2 separate regions of the Zea mays genome follow, and region 2 is linked to region 1. Evidence: chromatin contacts called from public Hi-C data. All regions are on one chromosome and are shown on one strand. The core of a region is the stretch at or near the end of the contact, and the rest is flanking DNA. Distances in the headings are between cores, read along the strand shown.

Evidence for each region. Hi-C and Micro-C count contacts between places; a contact is called where the count stands out from the background.
Region 2: a contact with region 1 is called in a Hi-C map of tassel, with 2.3 times the contacts expected there. The contact joins two enhancer-like sites. A contact is called at or near these places in 2 of 25 Hi-C or Micro-C datasets (ear and tassel).

Annotation. Positions count from the first base shown.
Region 1 is chr6:119,873,399-119,879,082 of Zm-B73-REFERENCE-NAM-5.0, forward strand. LOC103625689 (choline/ethanolaminephosphotransferase 1) reads right to left here. Exons shown (of 18, transcript XM_008650977.3): 15 at 5,683-5,684; 16 at 5,515-5,567; 17 at 4,861-4,933; 18 at 4,386-4,764. The coding sequence ends at 4,743. Among protein-coding and RNA genes, the nearest start is that of LOC103625689, 10 kb to the right of the region's middle. Within about 2 kb of position 3,018, at least 19 of the 20 cell types and tissues checked have an H3K27ac peak or open chromatin away from gene starts, as enhancers often do. A contact at or near this core is called in ear and tassel, where this site is marked.
Region 2 is chr6:120,287,815-120,293,498 of Zm-B73-REFERENCE-NAM-5.0, forward strand. LOC103629877 (epidermal growth factor receptor substrate 15) reads right to left here. Exons shown (of 13, transcript XM_008650981.4): 13 at 5,448-5,684. Among protein-coding and RNA genes, the nearest start is that of LOC103629877, 11 kb to the right of the region's middle. Within about 2 kb of position 2,532, at least 14 of the 20 cell types and tissues checked have an H3K27ac peak or open chromatin away from gene starts, as enhancers often do. A contact at or near this core is called in ear and tassel, where this site is marked.

The DNA.
Region 1 (5,684 bases), core at 1,768-4,267:
GATACTTACTGTGTCGGACGACCTCCTGTCTAAAAAAAGCAACATAGTACTGTCAATAAAAATTTTGACAACACCTCCCCAGTATGAGGAGGTTTTTAACACCTGCAAACAAACAACAACAATAGAAGAACAACACGATGGCTGACATACACATTCCATGTACATATACACATTCCATGCCGGTGGAGACGACCAATGGGGTGCGCTCAGCAGGCGCTCGGGAAACGTGGGCGGAGTGTGAGTCCGGCGGTGGTATCGGGGACGGCGGAAGCATGGGTGGCGGCGGCGGAGTAGAGAGGAATCGACAACGTCGAGGAAAGAGTGTGAAATAGAAGAAAGACTGCGCGCACCCATATACCAGAGTCCAGAGCTCGGCGTCAAGATCCGTGGCGCTGAGCTCTGTGCCACGTGGACTGCCACGTCAGTGGGTCATCGCCAGCGTGGAACGTACCTCGACGCTATAGTCTATGACATCGAGACGCGTTATCTCGGAGCCACGAGTTATGACGCCGAACAATAAATTGAAAATCGGCATTAAGTCGGTCGAGAAGTCTAAACATGATATTTTTTTTAAAAAAAAGACTAAAATAGGCACATCCGTACGCCCCGCCGTGCCCGGACAAGCAGGCTGCAGATATTCGTTTTTCCCGGGTACATCGCTGTACATACATGTCTGGCCGCGCAAATCCACATCCACCGATCTGGCACGAGATGGCTTGGAACAAAACTGTTTTCTTGAGCCAAAGCCAGGTTTCCAACTGAGTTTGCCGTCCAGTTCGTCGCTTTGGACCGAGCTGTCATGTTTACAGTGCTGTGCACTTAAGGCGGAGTGGAGCACGACCATATAATTCTAGATCCAGCAAGAAATAGTTTCGCTTCTTCTTAAAAAAAGTTCTAAACCTTTTAGCTTTGATAAATCTTGATTCACGAAAACAGTGAATATATGTATTAGAGTACTCCCTTTGGTGGAGCCCCGTAAAAGTCTCTGGGGCTGTTTGGTGCGTGGCCTAGGCCCTAAGCCGCTACGGCGCCATAGTTTTGCCGCGGCACGCCGTCGCGCCGGACGCGCCGCACCAAACTAGCCTTCTTTCATATATCCTTCTGGAGACTCAAGTACAGTACTCTCTCCTTTCTTCTTTTTTATTTGCCACGTTTTATTTAAAAAATAGACTATGTACGACAAATACAAAAGAACGGAGGTAGTAGTATTTAGGAGATTAAATATAGTAGTATTTCTACAAATAAGTATAAGACAGAAATACGTTTTTTTGGTTAATAACAAGATATAGAAATATTCAGGAAACCCATACAACCATAAAGGTTGTGTGCAACCATGTCCTCCAAATTTGATCTCCAAAAGAAGTATTCTCAGTTCTCTACAACCCACCCACGCTAAAAGATTTTATCGACTATATTTTGGTCATCTCCGGCAGCGCCCTCTATATATCTCATTCTCTGTATTCTTCCTAACCATATTAAATAAAATTCGATTTTACCAACATTTTTTCATAATGGCATAGAGAACGAAGGTAGAGGGATCTTGCACAGGTGAAACTGTTGAGTTCTCCACTCAACGGTTAAAAAATGAACGACAAATATTCGAGAGGTAGTATTTAATAGATTATAAAACTGCTGAACATTCCAAATGCATCGGTGAAACTGCACTACGGTCTACGGTTAAATTCTAGATTCGTTTATTTTTAAAAAAGAGGTTACTATATATATCGTCGCAATCGAAAGGGTCACTTCCTGACGCTGGCTGGCTGGGACGACTTGTACCGTCAGTCACTCTCGCATCACGGCACTTGGACTTGGGCACGCACAGCACGCACCAAAGGCATCTTGCATTCATTCGCACGCGAGGCAGCCCAGCCCAGCCATGGCCGCGTTGCATTGCATTGCGTTGTGCAAATGTTGCTTGCATGCATGCAGTCATGCAGATGCAGCACAGCACAGCACGCACCTCCGGTCTCCGGATGGGGTGGGTGGATGGCCTGATCTTCTCGCAGCTGTCCATCCATTTGCACTCCAGTTCGTCGCCTTGGTACTTGCAGTGCATGGCACTGTCAGGGAGGGAATGCATGCATGAGCAGGGAACCAGGGACAGGTCAACTCACCCGGCCCAGCCATGCTTTGCCTGCGCTTCTCGCAGATTCGCAGCAGGACAGGAGAGGGAGGAGCAGCTAGCCCAGCTCTCGACTGACCGGTTCCTCGAGATGCAGCGTGTCCGGATGCTGCTGTTTGCCCGCCCGTACGTCGCATCACGTACGAAAACTGTCTGAGCTCGTGCAAAAAAAAGGGGGCACACAACAATACCGGAGCTTCCGAGCTTGTAGCTAGCGACGCACTGGTACAGTGGACCGAACTGTTGTGGCGTGCGTCTGGCACCGCACCATCCATCGATGTCGAGTGGTATGGCGCTGGGGTGACGGCCTGCATGCGCTGATGGATCGAGCCGGGCAAGGCAGGCGCATTTGCTCCGCGGCCATGCGGCCGTGCCGGCCCTCGCCGCGCGCGCTTCCCCCCGTCGCGTCCCTAATGTGCCGCGGCACGGGCGGGGCGGCTCCGGCTCGGAACCGAACCACAGGGGTGGGTGTGGGTCTCGCACTCGCACTGTACTGCACACATGCGAGGTGCACCAGTGCGGCATGCCACCACGTCCACCACCACCACCAAGGAAGTAGCAGCTCCGTGCCAGCCGATCGAGACCTGCAGTGATGCACGCACAGGGGCCGTCGAGCCTCACGTGCCACAGGTCCGTTCCGGGCACGTTTTTTTTTCCCAGCAAGCAGTACATTTTTACAGGTAGCTGCAAACTGTAGCGCCGCATCGGCGGTGGTTGTGGTAGTAGTAACTAACGTGTAGCAGGCCAGGCTATAGCAGCAACAAACCCCGTAGAAAGACGTGCCGTGCCGCCGTCTCCTGTACCTGTAGCCCTGTTTGTCAACGTCTCCCCCGTCCCGCCGCAGCGAGAGCGAGAGCGAGAGGGGGCGACAAGACGTCGGGCGGGCGCCAAAAGCCCGGTGGAGCCCGCGGGTCCCGCGCGTCGGTGGGCGGGCACACGCAAAGCACTGCGCTGCGCATCCGTCCCTCACCCGTCGCTCTCGCATCTTTTTTTGGCCCGTCCCCTCCCCGTCGGCAAAAAAAAAAAGAAAAGAAAGACACGAGAGCCCAGCCGAGCCGACGGCCGTACGCTCTCGCCAGCCACGGATCCGATCCGATAGCTCGCGCGGCGCGGGCGACACGGTGACTTGGAGCGGCCTGTGTCGCTCGCGCTCGCACCGACGCCGTGCGCACCTGCTCGGGCCCGCCCGCCGGTTCTCGAGCGGCGACACAGCAGAAGCCGTACTGACGTCGGCCATGAAGCTCGAAATCGTACCTGGATCCTAAATAAAGCATCGGAAGTTGTTAGCATAAACTGAACAACATGTCACGCTGGCGAGTGCCAAATGATCAGCGCGTACGAACAAAGCCGATCGCGGTTACGCAGGAAGGGACGCGAAACTAGCACTGTGAATTCCAATGGCACGACAGCACCTGTCGTCCACACTCCACTCCACATTCCCCGCTAGTAACCTCATCGGGGGACTCCCTGATCCACCGCCGGCCTTCTGCGGTTCTGCCACCCATCCAGAAAGCGCCGCATCATTGCTGCCGCGGATACGCTGCCATCGATTGCCTGTCCTTTTTTTTCTCTCCCATCAGAAGCCACCAAGCCGTCGCTGTTTCGGCTGGCACCTGGCTGGCAATGCTGGCCGGCGCCGTGTGCGTACTCTCGCTCTCGTCATCGTCTTCTCATGTAAAGGGTGCGGTACTGCGGTGGCCGACTGGCCGGTGTCCTCCTCCCGGTAGGCACGGCCACGGCCACGGCCTGTACCATTGCAGCTCCGGGAGAAGCCGCCAACGTCGCTCTTTGTCATGATCAATTGATCACCGTCTTTTCTCGTGGCTGATCATCGCCATTTTCCATCCACAATCCGAACGCAAGGAGATCGGTGCTAAAAAAGCGCTAGGCAAAAGTTTTGTGGTAAAGAAAACCTGCACATGATATATATATCGGCCCATTTTTTTTAACATGCCAGGTCGCTGCGCCGTGACCGTGAAGAGCCTGAGAGACGAACAAGCATGCAAAGCAGCAAACTGGGCCTGAGAATTGAAGGCTTAAAGGCTGCATTGTTGTTTCTTCCTCGACGCAAACGCCCCACGAGACGGAGAAGAGGCCGTCGACTGCTATCGAGCTATCAGAAGGCAGGGGCCGGCCGACGCGTTCAGCCGTCAGGCTCAGGCTTGGCCAAAAATCCCTGTCATGGCAGAAACGCATAAACAGTCAGATCTCCGTCCCCAAAAGAGTGCCCATCACACACAAAAAAAAGAGTCGTTTCCGCTACGAGTCTAAATAGATGTTTATCTAGATTTATAGCGAAATATAATACATATTTTTTTTTTAAAAAAAAACGGAGGGTGTAGACAATAACCAAGATAATCACATGCTACGATCACTTTCTCCAAGCAAGTTTTTCACAGTATATCTTCTAACGACCCTACTACAGTGTACATCACACTGCTATATTGTTATATGACCAAGATAACTGCGCAATACAATCCCTAGATCCCTCTGCTCAACAAACAGATGGCTGTGGCATTTCAGAGGGGCACACACACTCCCAGCGTGCACGGTGACGAACTGTGTTGCTCCTCGCTAGCACTTGTGAAGTAATAATAATATATCTTCACTACAAAGTTCAAGCCTCCTTTCTAGTTATCCTGTATGCAATACCAGCAGCAGCGGAAGAGAGGTTAAAAACATGGGAGGGTGGTTTCTGAGCAGTAAGAGCACACGGAGGTTTCCAGTTTCCACACCTGAAGCAATAGATTCCAAGGGCATCCTTGATTTCATGCACAACCGACACAGCGAGGTGCAGGTAGAGACCCACTGTCACAAGAAAAATGGAACAGTGCTATGTAAATGCTGAGTGTGACCAGATAACCAAGCAGAAACATCGACATAGAAAGGGGGTACCGTAATCCCAGAAGACAGACACATAACACACTGCAGATTTTTTATATGCATAGTTTAGTTGTACATACTATGAATATGAGAATACAACATGCGCAGATGTTGGTCTCCCTGATCATACCCGGCATAACAGTGATACAAGAAAAAGAACTACAGTTTTATGACGCAGTGATCCATAGGAAATGAAGACTTTAGAGAATATACTATCCGAAATAGCACTTTATAAATCTACACGGGCTCTTTAGGAAGAGCCCGCAAGTCATGATACTGTTGAATATAATGGACAAACTGAATGTTAGTTCCATATAAATGGTCATATGACTAGAGGTGGTAATGAATCGCGATCCAAATGTTTCTTCATGATTCGTTTGAGCCATTAATTAATTTTGGTTCACAAATTAAATAGAAATAGAGTCTGATTCTAATATGATCTGATCCTTAAATTTTGTATGTAAAATTTAAGACACAAGTATGAAAATGAAAATGCTCAGGTTCACCTGTATATGCACAATAAAGCAGCAGCAGAACAAGCTCATCAACTAAAGGACTCCTGTCGGCAAGAAGATTGAGTCATTTAGTGTAAGCAACTAAGCATAAACATTAAAAGATCCGTCTTTCAGATGTTACCGGTACTAGGTGGAATAAACACACATATAGGGGCTTACCC
Region 2 (5,684 bases), core at 1,282-3,781, 410 kb after region 1:
TAGTCTTCCTGCCAGCCATTGGGCCCCCTTCTTTGTGTTTGGCGGCTCCATCCGAAGGATGGCTTCAATCTTGCTCGGGTTGGCTTCAATTCCCTTCGTTGATACCAAACAGCCAAGGAACTTGCCCTTCTTCACCCCAAAAACACACTTTTCTAGATTTAACTTCAGGTCAGCTTGCTTGAAATTGGCAAATGTCTCTTGCATCCGAAGGTAGCAATAGGTGCCACTGGGAGTTATGAAGCTAGTCTTCAGCTCGTCTTCCTTCTTCATCCAAATTTGATGATAGCCTGAGTAACAATCCAGTAGACTCATGAGCTCTGAAGAAGTTGCTGCATCTACTAGAGATTCTATTCTTGGCAATGGGAACTCGTCCTTTGGGCATGCCTTGTTGAGATCTGTGAAATCAATACACATTCTCCATTTACCATTGGCCTTCTTTACCATAATTGTGTTAGCTAGCCATTCTAGGTATTTCACCTCTCTGATGACATCGGCACTGAGAAGTCTCTTTACTTTGTTCCGAGCACCTTCAACTTTGTCTTCAGACATCTTCCGAAGCCTTTGTTTTCTTGGCCTAAAGGATGGATCCACATTGAGTGAATGTTCAATAACATCTCTGTTGACACCACAGAGATCATTGGCTGACCAAGCAAAGACATCTTTGTTGTTGAATAGAAATCTTAGCAAAGTCTTCTCTTGCTCATCAGATAATTGAGACCCCAGCAGTACCCTTTGTTCTGTTATGTCTTGACATAAAAGCATATGCTTCGGTTGATCCACTGAAGCAGTCTTCTCTCTTTTGTATTTATACTGCTGACAGGCTTTAGCTCCATCTATGTTATGGATTGCCTTTGAATCTGTCCAATTCCCTTCGACCCTTCTGGCAGCTTCTTGACTTCCATGGACAGCAATAGGCCCTTGTTCCGAAGGTATCTTCATGCATAAATATGCTGGATGAAGTATTGCTTCGAATGCATTAAGTGTCCCTCGATCAATGATTGCATTGTAGGGGTATTCCATGTCAACAATGTTAAAGATAACCTGTTCAGTCCTTGTGTTGTGGACATAGCCGAAGGTAACTGACATTGTGATTTTACCAAGTGCGACAATCTGCCTTCCTCCGAAGCCACAAAGAGGGTGTATAACATCATGAATCTTGTCTTCTGGCTCTTGCATCTGTCTGAAGTCCTTAGCAAATATGATATCGGTTGCACTGTCTGTGTCAACTAGAACATTATGGACCAGAAATCCCTTGATGACACAAGATATGATCATAGCATCATTGTGAGGGTAATCCTTAAGCTGAAGGTCCTCCTAGGAGAAGGTGATTGGGATGTGAGACCATTTGGACTTGATGAAGGGTCCGTGCACCCCAACATGTTTGTAAAGCCCAAAAAAATGTATAAGAGAAAAAATATATATTTATATGTTGATGTTTCAGAATTATAGAACCTTTGGAGATTAATTTATTTCCTTTTATTTTTGCATATTCGATTAATGAAAATAAATTAGTCAGATAACAAATAAATAAATACAGAAAAAATGCCTCTCATGCTGATATTCTTTGATTGCACGCCTAATTTAGTGGTCAAACGATACTTAAATTAAAATTGAAACATGGGAAAGAAATGATAAATACATAAAATAGGAAACAGAAAAAATAAAAAGAAGAAAAATGCAAGCCGTATGGGCCTAAACCCCCATGGTGCTGGCCCAAAACCATTCTTCCCCTTGCTGAAATCTGCCCACAAACTCCACCTGCGACGCACGATGTGGCCAGAATAGTGAGATTTGTTTATGATTTCTAGCCGGGATGATGTCACGCTGATGCTAGGAATGACATCACCTGCAGTATTGTTCCACTCGCTGACCGTGGGGGCCGGTTCCCAGTAGTTTTTTTCTTGCCAAAGCTCAAAACAGAATTGCGTCCTCGCCGTAGAATGCGATTGTGCGCCGATCGTGCCTGGGCTGTAACCGTCGTGCCCTACTTCTTAGCTACTCCGGCTGGGCGCCATCTGGTCGTCGCCTATAAATTGTCTCGCCTTCTCTCTCCTCTAGTCCCCTAACGCACCCTACTGCTGCCATTGCCAAATCGAGCTGGTCGTGAGAAATCGTGTTTGGGAGAGGGCGTTTGAGGCCAAACCAAGACAGAAGTCGTGGGGTCCTCTGGTGCTGTGTCTGGTGGCCACCGGCGTCAGTAGATCAGCGAAGGAAATTGCTCCATCCCCAAAGTCGTGCACCTCTGCGGGTCCCTAGAGTGTCGTGGTTGAGGACTACGACGACACGGATCCTGGTAACCTCCAGCCAGGCATTTCCCTTATTTTTTTCTTTTCTCCGCTTTGGATATTACCTTCCGAGAGAAAAAAAGTGAGCCAAGCTCCACATCGATGGCTGGTCTGGTGGCTGCTCCGTCGTAGCGGCCAACATGGCGTCTTCACTGTTGTCTGAGGAAGACGATGGGTGTGAGCCGTAGATCGGGGCGGGGCATGGCGTGTGCACGACGTTGGATTGAGGATCCAACGGCTCCGAAGGTAACAACCGTTTGGTGTCGGGATGATTTTAATCCGAGCCGCGAGATCTATATCCTACGGATGCTATTAGATGATATCCGTTCGGCTCTGGAATTTTACTAAAGAGACCCTGGTCTTTTTAATAACCAACCCACAGTCCTCTGCGGGATAGTTCTGAGTCTTAGGAATTTTATACAGCAGCCCCTGAACTCTTCGGAAATTGATGCGCAGTTAAAACCGACAAAAATCATTTAGAAAATGAATTTTTAATATAAAAACAATTCCTAGAACTTGTTTAATTCATAGAAAATTCATATTAAGTCCAAATTGATCCATTCCAGTTTCTAAAATTTTGTAATATTATTGTCTATCACTTAGAGCCTCTCTTTTGTCATGAAAACAGTAAGAAAAATAATCTCTCATTTAATCCTATTTTAAGCACATAAAACTTGGAAAATTCATATCTTAAAATCTATAACTCCAAAAATTATGATTCCTATTCCTAGGATTTTATTTTAATATGTAGATTATTACTGTGTATTTTGTTTACGTGTTTGGTGTGATGTTAATTTTCTCTGTATACTATGCTTGTTTGTGTTGTGGCGAGTAGAGGAGCCTGTGACTGAGGATCCTGGTGAGCAGCAGATAGAAGTAGTTGAGCAGGAGCTCATTGAAGGCAAGTTGTTCCCTTGACCACTTTTTACCCAATAATGTTCTTTAATATCATTTATCCATGCATAGTTTAATTTTGATGGGACCCAATAGGTCGCCCTAGATTGTTTATCTCATTACCTTGTTTACCCCTGAATCACTTGGGTAGTTTGCTATTGCTTTACATGGTTTTGGGATAATCACTTATTATATCTATGTTCCAATTCTTTTGTTATTTTATTTATGTTCATGTCAAGATCATTAATGTTAATTGGAACATAGAGCTTAACTTGAGAAACACGTGCCACCACAAGGGAGGAATGGGACCCCTTGGCTGACTAATTAGGAAAGCTAGTGGAAGACTACCTTACTTGAAAGGGGCAAGGGCAGTAGGGGAGTTGCATGCAAGGAGGTTCTCGATTTGATTTAGCTGCGATGGCGGTCAGACGGGGGATTCTTGCAAGTGCTCTTCCCATAAACTGTAGCGGGTTTTCGGAAGCTAGTAGAACTTTGTAAAGGTCTCGTAATGTTGCCCTGCCTCGCCTCCTAGGTAGAGGTGTATGGGAGTCGCGATCCCTTGGCAGATGGGTAACATGACTTGTGGGTAAAAGGTACAACCTCTGCAGAGTGTAAAACTATACTAACCGAGCTCACAGTCATGAGCAGCTCAGGACTCTCTGATGATTAAATTATGGAACTTAAATTCAATTTATCATTGGCATTGCATGGTTTATTATTAATTTTGTTCTATTACTTTATTTAAGGTTTGGTATTCACTTACACTTAGTAACTGCTAATAAAATTTTGACCAACTACTTAAAAGCAATGCTCAGCTTTAACCCCTGTCATTGATTAGTCTTACACATCACATGAACTCCCACCTTTATGAGTTTATGTCCACTGGTTCCCCACAACTTGTTGAGCTATGATCATGTGTGAGCTTACCTTTGCTATCTCACACCCCCTCCTCATAGGAGAAGAGCAGGTGATTCAGGAGGAGCCACAAGGCGAGAAGTTTGATCTGATCTAGGTGGCGTTTCTCGGTTGACATTGGCGCCAACGACGATCCTTAGTTCAATTTATATTTATTATTTTATTTTGTAATAAGACTTCCGCTATGTAATAAATACTCTGATTATTATGACATTTATCTCTATACACTCTGTTATTATATATGTTGTCTTCTTAGCGCATGTATGAGATGCACCTGGCTTTGTTCCTTAAAGCGGGTGTGACAATGTTGCACCCTTCTCTGCGTTTCTTTCTTCTGTTTCTTGCTAGCCGGCTCTGAACTTGAACCGCCTATTATCGGGAGCACCAGCTTCGTAGCCGAAGGTGCTACGACTTGGTTGTTGAACGAAGCCATCAGCTCAAAAGTGGAAGTGAGTTCACCGGAGGTAGACGCCAATGTTAGGGACTTGTTCTCCAATGCTATGAATTAAGAATAAGGCAACACAAGATGTTAAAGGTTAATACCCTTCGTCCTTCGAAGTATTATCTCCCTTAGGATATAATGATCTTCAGACAAAGGTCGTGAAGGATGTACCTTCATCGTCACAGTATATGTTAATGAAAGAAGCATATGAAATATAAGAGACAACATGAATAATCATGACATTATTAATATATTTTTATTATATTACAATGGATAAATAGAAATAATATTGAATTACATTTGTACCTTCGGCTTGATAAAGAGCAAAAGTCCAAGCGTGACGCAAGAGTGAGTACCAGTCAGCGTGAACAGTACGGGAGTACTGTTCACCTATTTATAGGCACGGGACGCAGCCCGGTCAAAATTACATTTATGACCTTGATAACTAGTTACAATTAACACAAATTATCATGGACTGATCGGTCTTTTCTTTTTTAAGTCGGTGCAGCCCTTCATCTCAAGCTATCATTATGCCGAAGCTCCTCAGACAGCAGCTTCGTGTATACCTTCGCACCGTGCTTGATTATACACTGATCTTTCGAAGACAGCAGCTTCGTGTATACCTTCACATTGTGCTTGATTATACGCTGATCTTTCGAAGGTATTTCTTTTTAAAGAACCTTCGACGACGAAGCAGAGCAGCAGACCCCCAACAGAACCCATACCCCAAAATATAGCACATATAAGAATCGAACCTGAACCAAAAAACCCAAATAGACCGACAATTCGGTCTATTCGAGTTTAGTTCGGGTTCAAGTTTCAGCCTTAGAATGACCACCCCTATGGAGGGCAACCCTCACGGTTTGTTAAAACAACGAACAAACTGATCCCTAGCTTCTCGCTGAACCGACTTAATTGCTCACAATATCCTCATAACTAGGTTGACTTAGCCAAAATGTATGTACAGAGCTCAGAACTTTTTGCAGAAACAGAAGAAACTGAGAGAGAAAAAAAACCCTACACAATGGAAGAAAACACTCGGAGAGTTCTTCAACCCAACGGGTTGACTAGCATCTTGTAGGTGTACTTGTACAATACAAGGTATAAAGAATGTTTATAAGCAGCACCATCCCTCCAAACACATGTTC